5 separate regions of the Mus musculus genome follow, and regions 2, 3, 4 and 5 are each linked to region 1. Evidence: chromatin contacts called from public HiChIP or PLAC-seq and promoter capture Hi-C data. All regions are on one chromosome and are shown on one strand. Each heading gives the region's core, a stretch centred on a gene start, on an enhancer-like site or on the middle of the called end of the contact. The rest is flanking DNA. Distances are from core to core; before and after follow the strand shown. Region 1 holds the start of Mdfi (MyoD family inhibitor). Region 2 holds the start of 1700122O11Rik (RIKEN cDNA 1700122O11 gene). Region 3 has its middle 11 kb from the start of Gm41591. Region 4 overlaps Gm20517 (predicted gene 20517). Region 5 overlaps Gm29938 (a long non-coding RNA gene).

Region 1 (2,700 bases), core at 129-2,628:
CCTAGAGCAGGAGAAAGAACGTGTCCAAGGCCATGATGGGAGTTTGAGGTCCAGGATGACCTTGGGTTTTCATTACTGACAGTGTTGGGGAAAGGAGAGGTTGGTTTTGGTGGGAGGAAGGCAGGGCCTCTGACTGAGCCCAAATAGGGGCTTAAGTCAGGAAACCTGGGCCTACACCTCTGCACCCTGGCCACTCTGACTCTGAACGAATCTGGATGTCCATATGAGCCTCTAGGAAACTCTAGACTGTGAGGGCCGGGGGTTGGAAGGCTAAATTGGCAGAGGTGCCCCCAGGGAACCACACTCTCTTCCTTAGTCTGTAGGCTCCTGGGGCAATCAGGGTAGTTTAGCCTCTGAGGTGGGGGAAGGGACATTTTACTACGTTGTAGATTGTGTGTGTGTGTGTGTGTGTGTGTGTGTGTGTGTGTGCCAGCGTGAGTCCCATATAGGGTAGGGTAGGGACTGACGGGAGGGAATTTCAGCTAGCAAGAAGGAGAGAAGGGGCCAGGTTCCTAACCACTAGTTGCTGAGACAAAAGTTTTCAAAGAGCGCTCCAGCTACATTCTGCTTAGTTTGGGGGAAGGGAAGAAGAGAGACTCAGACACTGCCCCCCCCTCCCTGCCACACACCCCGCCTAAGGCCCTCATAAATATTTACACACTGGGCAGAAATGGTTCGGCCACAAATCCCAATATTATGGGCAGACATCGCAGACATCACGGAGTGTGTGTGTGTGTGTGTGTGTGTGTGTGTGTGTGTGTGTGTAGCTGGGGCTAGGGGGAGTTGGAGCCAACTCTGCACAGCCATGGCCGCCTGCTCCGGGCCCTGCCTCCTCACCCTAGCCCTCTACTCCCCTCTTATCCCCTTGGACCTGGTCCCCAATACTGAGACTTCCCATCCCCACCCCCACCCAAGCTCCTGGGAGCCATCCGCCTGTACGTCTCCAAGAGGACCAACAACCCCACCCCCAAAACTTCTCTCAGCCTCCACACCACTCTGGTCTAACCTTCGATCTCCATTCCCGCTCCTACCTGGGTCCAGGGCAGCGCTGGGGACTCCATGAGGCGCGTCGCAGCGAGAAGGGCACTGACCGCTCACCTGGGACATCGGCCTGGGACCTGGAGAAAACAGCGCTCAGCGGGCGGGGCAGGCCTCCCTCGCGTGTGCGTGGGGAAACGGAGTGGGTGCCCTAGCGCATACTCGTGCAAGCTGCGCGCTGCTGGCCTAGGCAGGTCACCTCGTGGACCCCGCCATGCGACACCTGGGTGTCGCCCGCGCCCCCTCCCCGCTCACTCGCTCTTGGCTCCCATTCCAGCGCCAGCTCGCACCCACCGATCGCCCCTTCCTTCTTCCTTCTCTCGTTCCAGCCCCCTCGCTCCTCCCCTCTTCCCTGGCCCACCCCGTCCCCGCCCCCTCCTCGCTGTCTCAGCCCCCCTCAGGCGTCCCCTCCCCCGTGCGGGACTCGCTGCTGCCAGGGCAGGACACGTCTGTCCGCGGGGCGTCCGAGGCCTGAGCCCCCACAGGAAGCCAGCTCGTCTGGTTTCCTCCCCTCGCTCAGAGCCAGGATCTCCAGTCTCCCCAGATCTCCGCCTACCCAGGGCCGGGAGAACCTCGCGGCTTGCACAAGGGGCCGCATGTTTTCCTTCGGTCTTAAACTTTGTAAAAGTTTCCAGAATATCAAAAGAAAGAAGTCACAATCATCCTGGGACAATGGTCTGAATAGTAGTAGCCCTCAAATCGCGTTGTCCCGAAGATCAGAGCAATCTAGTTCTTTTGGTGCCCTTTGTTCAAGTCCTGGATTTCCATTTCGGAGCTGGGTGCCTGGAGTTAGGGGCTCAGTCCGTCAGAAACTGGCTCTCCGGGAAGCTGGGCTGGTGTCGCATCAGCCTCCTGGTCCCATAGCAGCCAAAAACACCCCCAAGGCCCGCCATCCCCGCCAGTGCCAGTTGGACACGGGAATTCATTTTAGACAGACTGCCCATCACCAGGCTGTCACTCCAACTTTCTCACACGAGGGTGAGTGTAGAAGGAATTGAGGAGAGGCCAGTCTGTTGATCCGGCTGGTATGGTAAGCTCTGGCTGTGCGGAGGAACTGTCACCAAAAAGTGGGGGGGGGGCTCGGAGACCCTCAGAGTGACCCCAGGAGCTTGTAGGCAGCCAGGTGGGGCTTGGCAGGTCCGTGGAGGTGATTCTCAGGTGAGAAGTCCCTCTGGGACTCACACTGGACCTGAGCTGCCTCCAAGCCCGGCGGCGTCTGGGTCCACACCACCAGAGCTAATTAGGGAGGCGGCGGCGCCAGGACACCTCCTCTCAGCCTGCGTTACAACCGAGAGGAAAGCTGGGACGCCAAAGATGGAGCTCCCCCTCGGTCGCCTCCCAGTCCTCGAAGTCACTACTTACAGCTCTTGTAGGTCTTCTGGGCGCCGTCGGGGCCGGGACCCGCGTGGCCCCCACGGCGCCCGCAGCTCTCTCACCGCCCTCGGCCACGTTCCGGGGATAGGCAGGGGTGGCTGCGCTGGGGGGAAAGTGGGACGGGAGGGAGTCCCGCCCTGGACGTCTAGATGCTCGCTGCGGGAGACTTGGCGCCCTAGAGCCTCGGAGGTCAGGCTGCTGTCTGGGGGCGTCGCAGAGTTTGGGAGCACTCCTCCTTCCTGGTAGCGGCTGAGTCACTGCGACGCGCCCGCGGGAGGGTTTGGCGGC
Region 2 (2,962 bases), core at 391-2,890, 210 kb after region 1:
GAGGAACCTGACCTATGTTTCAATCTTTTAGAAATATCGTGAAGATTTCATGAGCTAATACATCTCAAAGTGCCTAGAACTGTGTTAGACTGTTGCTGGTGTAACAAAAAAATATTTATTTTGAAGGAAGATGAGGCAAAGGGTTGCCCCAGGCACCTGGGGTGTGGGTGACCTCTTTGGCAGAGGGTGTGTGTTGTCCCTTAAGAGCAGAGCTCTTGGAGGGAGGGTTGATAATAACCGGAGGCCACATTGACATTGCGGTCTGCTGTTGCCCTGTCTTGGGCATAGTAGATCTCTTAGGGGAGACCTTGGGTGGAAGTCTGGGAACTGCTTTGGGCATCTTCAATCTGGACGCTGATAGAGGCTCCATCAGAGGCTGGTTTCTTAGCCAGCTAGACTCTTCTCTAGATCCCAATGAGGGCAAGGTTTTAGGGGTGGGGCAGGAAGTCATGGAGGGTAGGGGGTGGAGCCTCATCTTTGAGCTCAATCTGCAGCCGCAGAGGCAGGTTCCACGGAGTGAGGGCAGGGAGAAATCTTCCCACCACTGGGCTTGCTCTGGGGAGGGCCTGGGCCAAGCCATCAGGCCCCACACTGAGTTCTGCTTGGGTACTCCAAGAAGGGCCTTGATCCTGAGCAAAAGGAAGGAAGAGTGGAGTCAGGGAGTGGAGATAGAGGGGCAGCGGACCGATATGGTCATAGAGTGAGGCTCTCCAGAGCCGGGAGGGACAGGAGGAAGAAGGAAGGCGCTGTGTCTCAACACACCTGTTTTGTTCTTCTTTCTCTTGCTCTTGGTCTACATTCTCCTTCCCTGTTTCTTCTTCTTCCTCCTCTTCCTCAAGTTTTATTTTGTTCCAAATATCTTCCAATGATGAGATCTTGGACATAGGACTGAAGATAGAATTCACCCATCTTTCCTCTTAAAAAAAGGGGGGGGGATGGTAGGAACCTCATATCAAGAGAATCCAGGATTGACAGATTCAGGGTTGGGGAAGAACCAAATTCCTTCCCTAGCTCACACTCTCACCCCAGATTTAGGCCTTAGGCCTACCAACGCTGGACTATTTGGATGGCAATCTTGCCACTTAGAATATAGTGACAAACCCCCCTAGCTTTTTTTTTTTTTCTGAGGCAGTGTCTCACTATGTAGTCCAAGCTGGCTTCAAACTCTCAATTCCCCTGACTGATGCAGTCTTCCAAGTGCTGGATCACAGATTTGTGAGGCTACACCTGGCTCTCAGTCCCCTCTGCCTGACAAAAACTCTACCAGTTAGGTGACTCAAGGCCCAAGCCTGGACCATTCATCACTTTGACAGATGCTTTGAATCAGTCCCCTCAGTCCCTCTCTCCTCCGATGGCTACCATTACCTTTGTTTGTACCTGGCACGTCAGGGACGCTTACAGAGAGCCTTACTAAGCCATAGTGGGGCTTTCTTCCTTGAACACACACACACACACATGCACAGGAACACGCACACACGCACGCACACACACTTCTAACCAGTACTTCTGTATAGATTTGGGGTTGAGATTATTTCTGCTCATGTCTGTCCATGAGACAGACCTCCAAAGTCACTTGGCCAGTGGCTGACAGGCCACGGGACATGCCCATGCCACTCCATCCTATCCACTCGGAGTAGAAGGGAAGGGAATGTGAGCAAGAACTTCTTTATCTTAGCTTAAAGGGAGGAGCCACACCTCCAAACCTATTGTGACATCATCCTTGTGAGCCATAAGTCCAAAGGAGCCATCATGTCTTTACCAAATCTAGCTCCTTAGGGTCTCTGGGATGTTAACTCTCCTTCCATTTCCCCAGCTCCTCTGTGGAATGGATGAGATACCACAGAGCCCACAGTTCAGCTGGGGACCCCTCTCCTCTGAAGAGTCAGGTGCTGCTGGGATTAAAGGTAGCACCAGCAATGCCTGACTGGTTTTGAGACAAGATCTCATGATGTAGTCCAAGTTAGTCTGCTACTTCCGACCTGTTTGTCTCCACCTTCAAAGATTAGTATGTGGGCAGATACCCTTGTGCCTGACCTTGAGAGTGTTTCTAGACATTGATGATAAACTTCGATGCTCACTACATTTGACTGGAGAAGGAGAATCTGATGTGGGTATTTTGTTCTTGCTTTTGACAAGTCTCTTGGTTAGCCCAGGCTGGTTTCAAACTCATTATCCTCCAGTCTCAGCCCCCTGAATACTGGAATAGCGGGCATGGAGAGCCTAAATTTCTACAGTAGTATAGCTGGAGTCCTAAGCTTAGGCTAATTTCTGAGCAGGAACGTGAAGAACTGGCAAGATCTCTCTGCCCTCCAGTTGGTGCTGAAATGCCCCTGACCTGGAACCTCACAGTCTTCTTTCTGTTCCTGCTGTGGAACTTTAAGGTGTGTGGTTGTCTTGGGAGTATGCAAGGGGATGGGTATACCAAGTGTCCCTTCGTGGCTCTTGTCTCTCTTCCTTGTTTTTATTGGCTAGAGTAAAGAGATCAAGTCCAGCACAACAGCTGGCCTGCCTGTCTAGGGAATCTTAGAGAAGAAAGGGCTAGGGTTTGATGACCTAGAAGGCCGAGGAACACAATCCAGGCTGAAGAAGGAAGCCTGCAGGTAAGTGTGAAGTGAACGCTTGGGATTTCCTTACTGGCTACCCTGGGCAAGCATCTCCATCTCCTAGAGCCCCATTATCTTCATCTGCAAAGTGGAACGCAAGTTGGTTCCCATCTCTCCAGCTCATGCAGAGAGAGTAGATGGTGCAAGAGAAAAGGAGTGGCTGGCACACAGTAGGACCCCAGATATTGCAAATAATACATATTGCCGGCCACAAAGTGTTGTGCACTTTCCTTCGAGTCCCACCTCTCTACCATCTGCCTCTACTTAAAAACAATCCCTCCCTCCCACGTGAGTAATTTTCCCTCTCAGTAGCTCCCTGAAGCTGACAGCAACCAACTCTGGGCGGAGTCCCGCAGAGG
Region 3 (2,743 bases), core at 124-2,623, 170 kb after region 1:
ATCTAGTGTGCACTGAGCCCTTGGCTTCATTCCTCCTAGTATTACATAAATCAGGCTGAGAGATGCACACCTGCAAATCCTGGCGCTTCTGCGGTAGAGGCAGGAGCACATGAGACCCCCCATCTTAAAACAAAAGCAAACAAATTAGATGTGGCTGGGCACAGCTCAGTGGTAAAGGGCTCATCTAGCATATGTGAGGACCTACTAGGCTCATATGTGAGGACCTACTAGATTAATATGTGAGGATCTAGGTTAAATTTCCAGGACTATCAAAACCAAACCAAACCAACCAACCAGAACCAAACACCAAACACCACAAAAAACAGCATTAAAGAAAAAAAATTAAATTTTAATAAATGTCTTTATTTATTTATTTATTTATTTATTTATTTATTGGGTGTGTGTGTGTGTGTGAATGTAGGTGAGTTAGGTAGTCAAAGACACCAGGTGTCCCTGGAGCTGAAGTTACAGGTGGCTGTGAGCTGCCTAACAAGGGTGCCTGGAGGTCAAGCTGAGGTGCTCACAAAAGCAGTGCCCGCTTTTATCCATGGTGCTTCCTCCCCAATCTAGTAAACTTTACAAAAAAAGAGAGAGAGAGACCCGTACATAGGGGGCTTGGTGGGTCCTGCCCAGCCCTCAGAAGGCAGAGGCAGGCAGATTTCTATGAGTCTGAGGGCAGCCTGCTTTATAGAGAGAACTCCATAGCAGCCAGGGCTATGGAGTGAGACCCGGTCTTCAAAAAAAAGAGGAGGAGGAGGAAAGGGAGGAGGGAGGAGGAGGGGAGGGGAGGGGAGAGGAGAGGGGAGAGGAGGGGAGGGGAGGGGGAAGAATCAGCTGTGGCCGACTCACACAGTGGAATGCTCACCCCAGTAAAAATAAGTTTGCATTGGGAATGGAAGCAATGGCCTCCGTGCTGGGAGACTCTCCAAGACACTGTACCAAGTGAAATAAAACAGCTGCAAAAGAGAAGCAAGCACGGGGAAGACGCAATCTCGTGGTCCCATTCATAAAAGGATAGAGACAAGGAAATTTAATCTACGATGATAAGAGTTTTTAAAAGGGGGAGGGCTTGCCTGGGGGCTAAGGGTTGGAGGGGACGGACTTATTTGAGAAACCTACATCCATATTCTTGGAGTCTTCTTTGATTTTTTTTCCTCTCCATGTGCTTTTCTACTGTTTCTTTTTATAGAATTACTTGTTTATCTTAGGTGCTGTGGGTGTTTTCCCTGCATGTGTGTATGTTTGTGCCATGTATGCGATGTATAGGGTTTACAGAGCCGCATAACATCCCCCTGGAACAGGGGTTAGAGTTGTGAGCCTCCACGTGGGTGTTGGAACCCAACCTGGGTCGTCTGTAAGAGTAACAAGTGCTCCTCCTAACCGCCACGTCTCCAGCCCGTCTCTCTATTTTGAATAAAATCTCCAAGTCTGCCTTATGCTGGCTACTCCTGGGTCAAAGCCAAGAATCTCGGGCTTGTCTGAGTTGAAGCCCTAAAGGGTTAAGAGAACCCCCTTGGGCTGCTGAGGGTAACAGTGTGGAGCTGTGTCTCTGCCCCCCCCCCCCAGCTACTCCCCCAAGCTACCCCCCACCCCCGCTGATACAAGGACCGGAAGTGAGGAAGCAGAGGTCTGTTATAAGGGTGGAGTCTTGAGTGATTGACAGCAGCGCCTGTGTAAGCGCTGACTAATGCAGCCTCCAGGGCATCTCTAGGCTCTGTCCACCTCCCTCTCCAGCTCTATTTGCAGTAACTGGGATCCAGTCAAACCAGTTTGCCCGACGTCACTGTTCACTCTCATTGGCTTGTCTAACTGCGCATTTGTCCCCTGCCTTTCGGCTTCTACTGAATACCGAAGGTGTTCTGCCTTCGTGGTCGACACCAGCCAGCCAAACCTCTCCTAGCTGGGGAAGGAGGAGGGCCAGGCAAGCTTCCGCAGCGACAAAAGAAACAAAGCACCCGGCTGGTGAGATGGCCCGGCAGGTAAAGGCACTTGCTCCGAAGCCTGCCTACCTGAACTGGATCCCCAGGGATTCACACGATAGGAGAGAATCCGTTTTCAAAAGTTGTCCTCTGATCTCTACAAGTGTGCTGTGGTAGGGACACACACTCTCCCACTCTCTAAAAGACTAAGTATATAAATATAATTAAAACAAAAGGAAATAAAGCTAATTCAAGCTCCGCTTCCCTCATCAGGTTAAGACTTGCTGGATGCCAGTGTGAGCTTCCTCTGCTGAGCGTCCCAGCCCTGCCCCTCTTCCCATCATGGGACACCAAGCTCAGGGTCCGACTGGGTTAATTTTTACACCTGGACTGAATGCCTTTCATCTGTGTGTGGGTTAAGAGTCTTCTGTTGAGCAAGGAGTCTCAGTTTTGGGAATCCTACCCCACCCGTGAATGAATGATTGGAGGTGGAGCAGTTATGGAGGGCATCCAACTTCCCTGCAAGTGAGTGGGATTCTTCAGGCTTACTTAGCTTCAGCCCCAGCCTAGGGTTGGAGTTGAGTTTGAGACACATGAGACTCTCAACATGAGTTGAGAGTAGAGAGAGACACGTGAGGACTGCCAGGCATGGTGGTGCACACCTGTAATCTTAGCACTTGGGAGGCAGGAGGATGCTCAGAATATTCACCAAGGTCATCTTCAGATACCCATCGAGTTTGAGGCTAACCTGAATTACGTGAGACTCTTGTCCAAAAAAAAAAAAAAAAAGAAAAAAAGAAAGAAAGAAAGAAAAAGGACAAAGG
Region 4 (2,755 bases), core at 123-2,622, 180 kb before region 1:
AGAGAGACTTGAGTACTCAAAGCTCAGCACTCAGGAGCAGGGATTTGAGAGAGATCTCTGTCCTGGTTGGGTATTTTGTCAGTTTGACACAAGCTACAGTTTTCTGGGAAAAGATATCTATTCCTCTGATTTACATCTGATTTTGACATAAATAAGGTTTTAAGAGAATGGCAGGGGGCTGGAGAGGTGGCTCAGTAGCAGAGTTCTTGTTTAGTATACAGGGTCAGTGGTTAATCTTCGCACAATAAAGGGATGGAGGGAGACAAAGAAAACATGGAGGGGACAGAGGAGAGGGAGAGTGAAAATGAAAGAGAAAGAACATATGTGAGTGAATTTTATCCCTTGATGCTGACTGGTGTTCAGTCAGGTGAACCAGTGCTGGAAACAGTATACAAGTATTGAATTAAGGGGAGACGGAATTGCTTTATTAGTTTATTTTGTTTTGTTTTTGTTTTTATTTTTTATTTTTTACACTCCATATTTTATCCCCACCCCCCCACCCCACCCCACCCCACCCCGTCCCTCCCAGGTCCCTTCCTTCCTCTGCTCTTGTGATTGCTTTCTTCCAGAATACTCAAGATACCGTCCACAGAACTCAAAAAGGTCCACAAGCTGAGGTGCCCACGTGAGGATGCCTCAGTTTCACTTGGGAGGGAGAAGAAAGCAATCACCAGTGCGGTTTTTGTTTTTTTAGATAGAGTCTCTATTGTGTAGCTCTGGCTGTTCTGGACAGAGATATATAGAAAGGGCTGAGCTCAGACTCACCGGAGATCCACCTGCCTCTGCTAGGGTTAAAGGCTGGGGTTAGCATACTAAGTAGAAGTGGGAATTTTAATAGGTGTGAATTTTTTGCTTGGGTGAAGATGAACATGTCTTTGACATTTGTCTGAATATCTTATAATTACATCATATGCTACATGTTCTAGAGAACAATCCTATAGTTATATCATCTGCTACATGTTCTAGAGAATGGATTTCAGTTGTCACAAGGTTTACTGCTATGCCACTGGTCATCTTATTTTTATTAATTAATTTTGAGATAGAGTTTCTCTGTGTAGCCCTGGCTGTCCTAGAACTCGCTTCTCTTCTGACACTTTCAGAACCAGAAGCTGTATGGGCAGCAAGATGGCTCAGCAAGTATGAGTGCTTGCTGCAAAGCCTAACAACCTGAGTCTGATGACCCAGAACCCACACTGGGGAAGGAGAACTGACTCCTTCAAGCTGTCCTCTGACTTCTACATGTTGTAGCACACACATACACACACACACACACACACACACACACACACTCACTCACTCTAGAGGTGTCAGCCTAAAGCTCTCTGGCATGCCTGGTTCATGACTGAGCCTGGTGCAGTTCCGGGTTTGACTGCCTTGAGAGCACACCAGGGACTTGGCTTGCTGGAACTATAAACCTGCTCTCTGGAAGCCCTCAAGCAGCTGCTCTGTCCCTTCTGAGCAGATCTGTGAGAGCTGCGCTCGCTCCCTCCCTCCCTCCATGTGAGCCGCTGTGCAGTGTGCTCACTTGCTCTTTCCTACACTAGAACCCTACAGGAGCAATTAAAAAGAATTCTCAAAGACAATAATATAGTAGGGCTGGAGAGAGCTCAGTACTTACTGCTCTTGCAGAGAAGCCGGCCTCAATTCCCAGCACCCATTCGGTGGCTTACAACCATCTGTAACTTCAGTTCCACTGGATTCAACAGGTACATAACATGCATGCAGGCAAAACATCCATACATATAAATTAAATTTAAAGAAAATCTTTTTTTTTAAAAATGAAAGCAATATAATAAAAAAATTGAAAACTCTAATGGGTGGGAGGTACTTTTTTTTTAGTGGTGCAGTCAAATAAATTCCCTTCACCCTGCAAACAACCCTAATGAAACTCTGAGTCACCACAAAAGTAAAAGGAAATGGAGCAGGAAATGGGGCTGGTTAGTTGGGTAAATACCTGTGGACACCTATCCTCTTAGTAATAAGACTAAGTTAAAGAATGCAGATGTAGAGAGTCACATCTGATCCTTTGCAAGTAATGACAGTCACTGACCAGCAGTTGCTGTGCAGCCAACAGATCCTCACCAGCTATACATCCCAGCCTAAGACTTACAGCCACTGGCCTCACATTGCCCACTTGGCACAGCTTGCCCCTGCCATCTTGTTCAGAAAGAAAGTAGCCCCCCCACCCCACCCCCAAGCCGGGCGTGGTGGCGCACGCCTTTAATCCCAGCACTCGGGAGGCAGAGGCAGGTGGATTTCGGAGTTCGAGGCCAGCCTGGTCTATAAAGTGAGTTCCAGGACAGCCAGGGCTATACAGAGAAACCCTGACGAGAAAAAAACAAAAAACAAAACAAAACATAAAAAAAGAAAGTAGGCCCCCTACGTGAATCTGCTCCTGTGATTCTGTCCCCAGCAGAGCTATGCTTTTTGAAGTTACATTTCAGTGTGTCTTCAAAGTCTTTCTTGGGCAAACTCTGCTTGATTTTCCCCTGTTCACCCAGCAGCTACTCGGCCATGTGAAGCAGAGACTTTCAGAAAGGGCATGAAAATGGCTGCCAACATGTCTGAGCTCAGTACTGCAGGTCCTCAAAGCCTCCGGTTGTGCAAGCAGACAGTTAAAGCCATACCTCAATGGCATGGTAGGTTGTGTGGAACTAAGTGGTTGGGCTTCATTTGACGAGAACTAGCCACAACCCAGAGTAATCATTTTCCCAGACATACTTTGTCTGTTACCTGTATCATTTGACCAGAAACG
Region 5 (2,947 bases), core at 320-2,819, 140 kb after region 1:
GCTCTCCATTCTTTCTTTCTTAATATTTATGCATTTTGTGTGCATGGGTGTTCAGCTTGCACCTGTGTCTGCGCACCACATCCATGCCAGGTGCCAATGAAGGTCAGAAGAGGGCATCAGATCCCCTGGAACTGGAGTTACAGATGGCTGTAAGCTACCATGTGGGTGCTGGGAACTGAGCCAGAGTCCTCTGCAAGGGCAGCCCCACCTTCACTTTTTTTCTGATACTGAACTGACCACTCACTGTTTTCACAACATTGGCTAACCAGCAAGTCCCTGGGATCTATCTGCCTGCCTCCAGGCTGCCCTAAACCCAGCTCTGGAGCTCTAGGTGTGTGTGTGTGTGTGTGTGTGTGTGTGTGTGTGTGTGTGTGTGTGTGTGTACACCATGCCAACGGTTGTGTGGGGACCTAAACTCACATCTTCATACTTGTGCAGCAAGGACTTTACCCTCTGAGCCATCTCTCTAGTCCGAAATCTGAGGATCAGCTTCAAGGACTTGAAGAACACCCCAGTTGTCTAACCTTGGGTAACTGGCATCCAGGGAGTTTGTAATTTCCTCCCAGCAGCAGATGGGTATTCACCAGGTCTCAGCTGAAGTCGCTGTTACTGGCATTTCAATAGTGCTTTGCTTCTTTAAAAAAAAAAAACAAAAAAACTTGTATTTATTAGTATTATTATTGGTGTGTGTGTGTACGTACATACCAGAGCAGTTATGTAGATAGAGGTCAGAGAATAACTCTGTAGAGTGGGTTCTTTCTTTCTGCCTTAACTCTGGGTCCTGGAATTGAACTCAGGTTATCTTCACCCCCTGAGCCATCTCATCTGACCATTTTTCATGATAATATATATGAGTGTGTGTGTGAATTATCTATCTGAAATATCTATCTATCTATCTATCTATCTATCTATCTATCTATCTATCTATCTCCAGGCTCCCCAGCTGGCAAGTTTTCCCTGGAAGCTGTCAAGCCCTCCTAGGAAGATGTACTGAGAATGTAAAAACATAAAGAGTGGAGAGCAACAGTGGAGGACATGGGCTCTGCCCTCTGGCCTACACACACACACACACACACACACACACACACACTCACACCTATGCATATATATATGCGTGCCACAAATACATAAAAAGATCCCTGATTTTGAAGTCAAAGTTAAATTCAGTGAACATGGGAGCACCTCACTGGGACATTATGAGGATCCAGCCAGTTGGTACAAACTGAAGCTTGTCCCGGGGATCACCATACTAACCAAGGAAGAAATTGGCTCCTTTGTTTCTTTTTTTTCCAACACTTTGTAACAAGGTCTCGGTATTTGAAGGGCCTAACACTTACTAAAGAAGGATGACCTTGAACCCCAGATCCTTCCACCTCCCAAGTGCAGGATTGAACCCAGAGAGCTTCAGCAGGCTAGGCAAGCTCTCTACCAACTGTGCTACACTCCTGGGACTCCACGGGCATCTACAGTTTAGTTTGTTGACTTCCGGTCTCTCTACGTAGTATCTTTTATCTTTACTAAACATGTCAACTTCGCTGGACAAGCACATGCCCGGCCATGCAGCTCTGGCCCCTAAGCCTGACGCAATGTGTGACCGATATTTACTCCACGAGTCAGTGAAAACTCAAAAGCCTGTCCGCAAGGCTTGGAAAGCTCGCTGACATCGTGAGAACCGCTCCTCAAGTTTGGATCCTCCACATGGAGGACCCGCAGCTGCGCCAAGAGTCCTGTTAGGGGTCGAGAGAGTTGGCCTCTGGTCCTTTTCGCTGTCCAGCTGCAGAGCCACTTCTCGGATGGCCAAGCCCTCGCTGTTTTGCTGTGTGCTTCCCCAGACCGTGGGAGATCAGCGTGCTCAGGGCTCTCCCCCACCCCAATGTAGATGCTGGTCTCCAGGGAGTTCCTGCCAGCTGGGAGTGTAGGGATTTGGGGATAATTCAGCCACTTAATTAATGAAGAAGAAGGGGAAGATAAAGGCAGGGGAGGGACGCAATCCCGGAAGAAAAAGTCACCCTGGCTGGCCAGCTGCCCCAGCCACTCCCTTCTCTGCATGCCCCGCCAGTTCCCGCCGCCGCCACTGACTTTCTGACTTCTTAACTTGTCAGCAAATCCCAGAGTTAAAAATGCACACGCACCCCGGCCAGCCGCCAGCAGGCCCGTCTGGCCGCGGCTCCAGATGTGGGGCCACCGCGCGGGCCGCCCGCCCCGCCGCGCAGACTAAACAATCGGCCTTGGCCGTGAGCGCAGCGCAATTCCAGATGCCGCGTCGCCCGCGCCGAGCGCTAATTGGGCCGCGGGCGCGAGGCTCTGTCAGCGCCAGCTTGGCCCTGCCCGGGACGGCCTTGGCACGACGCCGGCCCGCTGGGCTACCTAGGGCGGGGGCGGAGTGGGGAGACTGATCAAAATGGGTGTGGGGGGAGTGTAGAGGGAGAGAGACTCGGGCAGCAGACAGACAGACACAGACAAATAGACACAGAGACACTAATACACACACAGATAGGCAGACAGACACACAGGCAGGCAGGTAGGCAGGCAGGCAGACACAGACACACACGCCCCACATACTTTGACCTCAGAGTTTCGAAGATCAAGAACACAGACAGGGGCAGATTCAGGAAGGGTCAGAGCGGGCCTCGGTAAGGTTTAGCTACGGAGACGAGGAGAACCTCCCTGCCTGGAGGCAGAAGACAGGGAGAGAGACTGTGAGCTGGAGACAACTATAACCGGCGGATTGACCCACCATCACCAAGAGCACTGATGGACAGCAACGTGGCGGGTGGCCAGCGGCGGACCTTAATATACGTCCATCTCTCTATTCCATGGGCTCTTCTTCCCACATTTTCACCTTTTCTAATTTTTCCGGAGTCTGGGACTGAGTCTGCCCGCCAGCACAGTGTGAACCTATCTTGGCTGGGTGAAGGAGATGCCCTTGTCCCCACACAAACCTGAA

Evidence for each region. Promoter capture Hi-C pulls out the DNA fragments that hold promoters and counts their contacts. HiChIP or PLAC-seq counts read pairs in DNA pulled down with a chosen protein or histone mark.
Region 2: a promoter capture Hi-C map of stem cell-derived epiblast-like cells shows a contact between it and region 1, with 6 times the contacts expected there. The contact joins the promoter of 1700122O11Rik here to the promoter of Mdfi in region 1. A contact is called at or near these places in 21 of 39 promoter capture datasets (the 3T3-L1 cell line, 3T3-L1-derived adipocytes, the C10 cell line and 14 more), 2 of 15 datasets of contacts at CTCF or cohesin (the NIH/3T3 cell line and large pre-B cells), 2 of 484 Hi-C or Micro-C datasets (both in embryonic stem cells), 15 of 115 datasets of contacts at active chromatin or transcription factors (T-cell acute lymphoblastic leukemia, craniofacial prominence, embryonic basal ganglia and 8 more) and 3 of 9 other capture datasets (adipose tissue, liver and pancreatic islet).
Region 3: a contact with region 1 is called in a promoter capture Hi-C map of embryonic stem cells. The contact joins the enhancer-like site here to the promoter of Mdfi in region 1. A contact is called at or near these places in 10 of 39 promoter capture datasets (the C10 cell line, cranial neural crest, embryonic stem cells and 5 more) and 3 of 115 datasets of contacts at active chromatin or transcription factors (embryonic stem cells and pancreatic cancer cells).
Region 4: a FOXA1 HiChIP or PLAC-seq map of pancreatic cancer cells shows a contact between it and region 1. The contact joins the enhancer-like site here to the promoter of Mdfi in region 1. A contact is called at or near these places in 3 of 39 promoter capture datasets (the C10 cell line, embryonic stem cells and hippocampal neurons), 2 of 115 datasets of contacts at active chromatin or transcription factors (embryonic stem cells and pancreatic cancer cells) and 2 of 9 other capture datasets (adipose tissue and liver).
Region 5: an H3K4me3 HiChIP or PLAC-seq map of embryonic stem cells shows a contact between it and region 1, with 22 read pairs. The contact joins the enhancer-like site here to the promoter of Mdfi in region 1. A contact is called at or near these places in 11 of 39 promoter capture datasets (the C10 cell line, cranial neural crest, embryonic stem cells and 5 more), 4 of 484 Hi-C or Micro-C datasets (Sertoli cells and embryonic stem cells), 6 of 115 datasets of contacts at active chromatin or transcription factors (embryonic stem cells, epiblast stem cells and pancreatic cancer cells) and 2 of 9 other capture datasets (liver and pancreatic islet).

What each region holds. Positions count from the first base shown.
Region 1 is chr17:47,831,913-47,834,612 of GRCm38.p6, forward strand. Mdfi (MyoD family inhibitor) reads right to left here and starts at 1,379. Exons shown (of 4, transcript NM_001276390.1): 1 at 1,032-1,379. The coding sequence starts at 1,107.
Region 2 is chr17:48,036,653-48,039,614 of GRCm38.p6, forward strand. 1700122O11Rik (RIKEN cDNA 1700122O11 gene) reads right to left here and starts at 1,641. Exons shown (of 3, transcript NM_029689.1): 1 at 1,562-1,641; 2 at 763-916; 3 at 93-629. The coding sequence starts at 1,619. The coding sequence ends at 116.
Region 3 is chr17:48,000,413-48,003,155 of GRCm38.p6, forward strand. No RefSeq gene overlaps it. Among named protein-coding and RNA genes, the nearest start is that of Gm41591, 11 kb to the left of the region's middle. Within about 2 kb of position 1,374, at least 269 of the 459 cell types and tissues checked have an H3K27ac peak or open chromatin away from gene starts, as enhancers often do. A contact at or near this core is called in embryonic stem cells, pancreatic cancer cells and stem cell-derived epiblast-like cells, where this site is marked.
Region 4 is chr17:47,652,384-47,655,138 of GRCm38.p6, forward strand. The region is part of intron 3 of Gm20517 (predicted gene 20517); the gene reads left to right. All of the region lies in intron 2 of Usp49 (ubiquitin specific peptidase 49), which reads left to right. Among named protein-coding and RNA genes, the nearest start is that of Usp49, 23 kb to the left of the region's middle. Within about 2 kb of position 1,373, at least 21 of the 459 cell types and tissues checked have an H3K27ac peak or open chromatin away from gene starts, as enhancers often do. A contact at or near this core is called in pancreatic cancer cells, where this site is marked.
Region 5 is chr17:47,972,057-47,975,003 of GRCm38.p6, forward strand. All of the region lies in intron 1 of Gm29938 (a long non-coding RNA gene), which reads right to left. Among named protein-coding and RNA genes, the nearest start is that of Gm29938, 3.3 kb to the right of the region's middle. Within about 2 kb of position 1,570, at least 27 of the 459 cell types and tissues checked have an H3K27ac peak or open chromatin away from gene starts, as enhancers often do.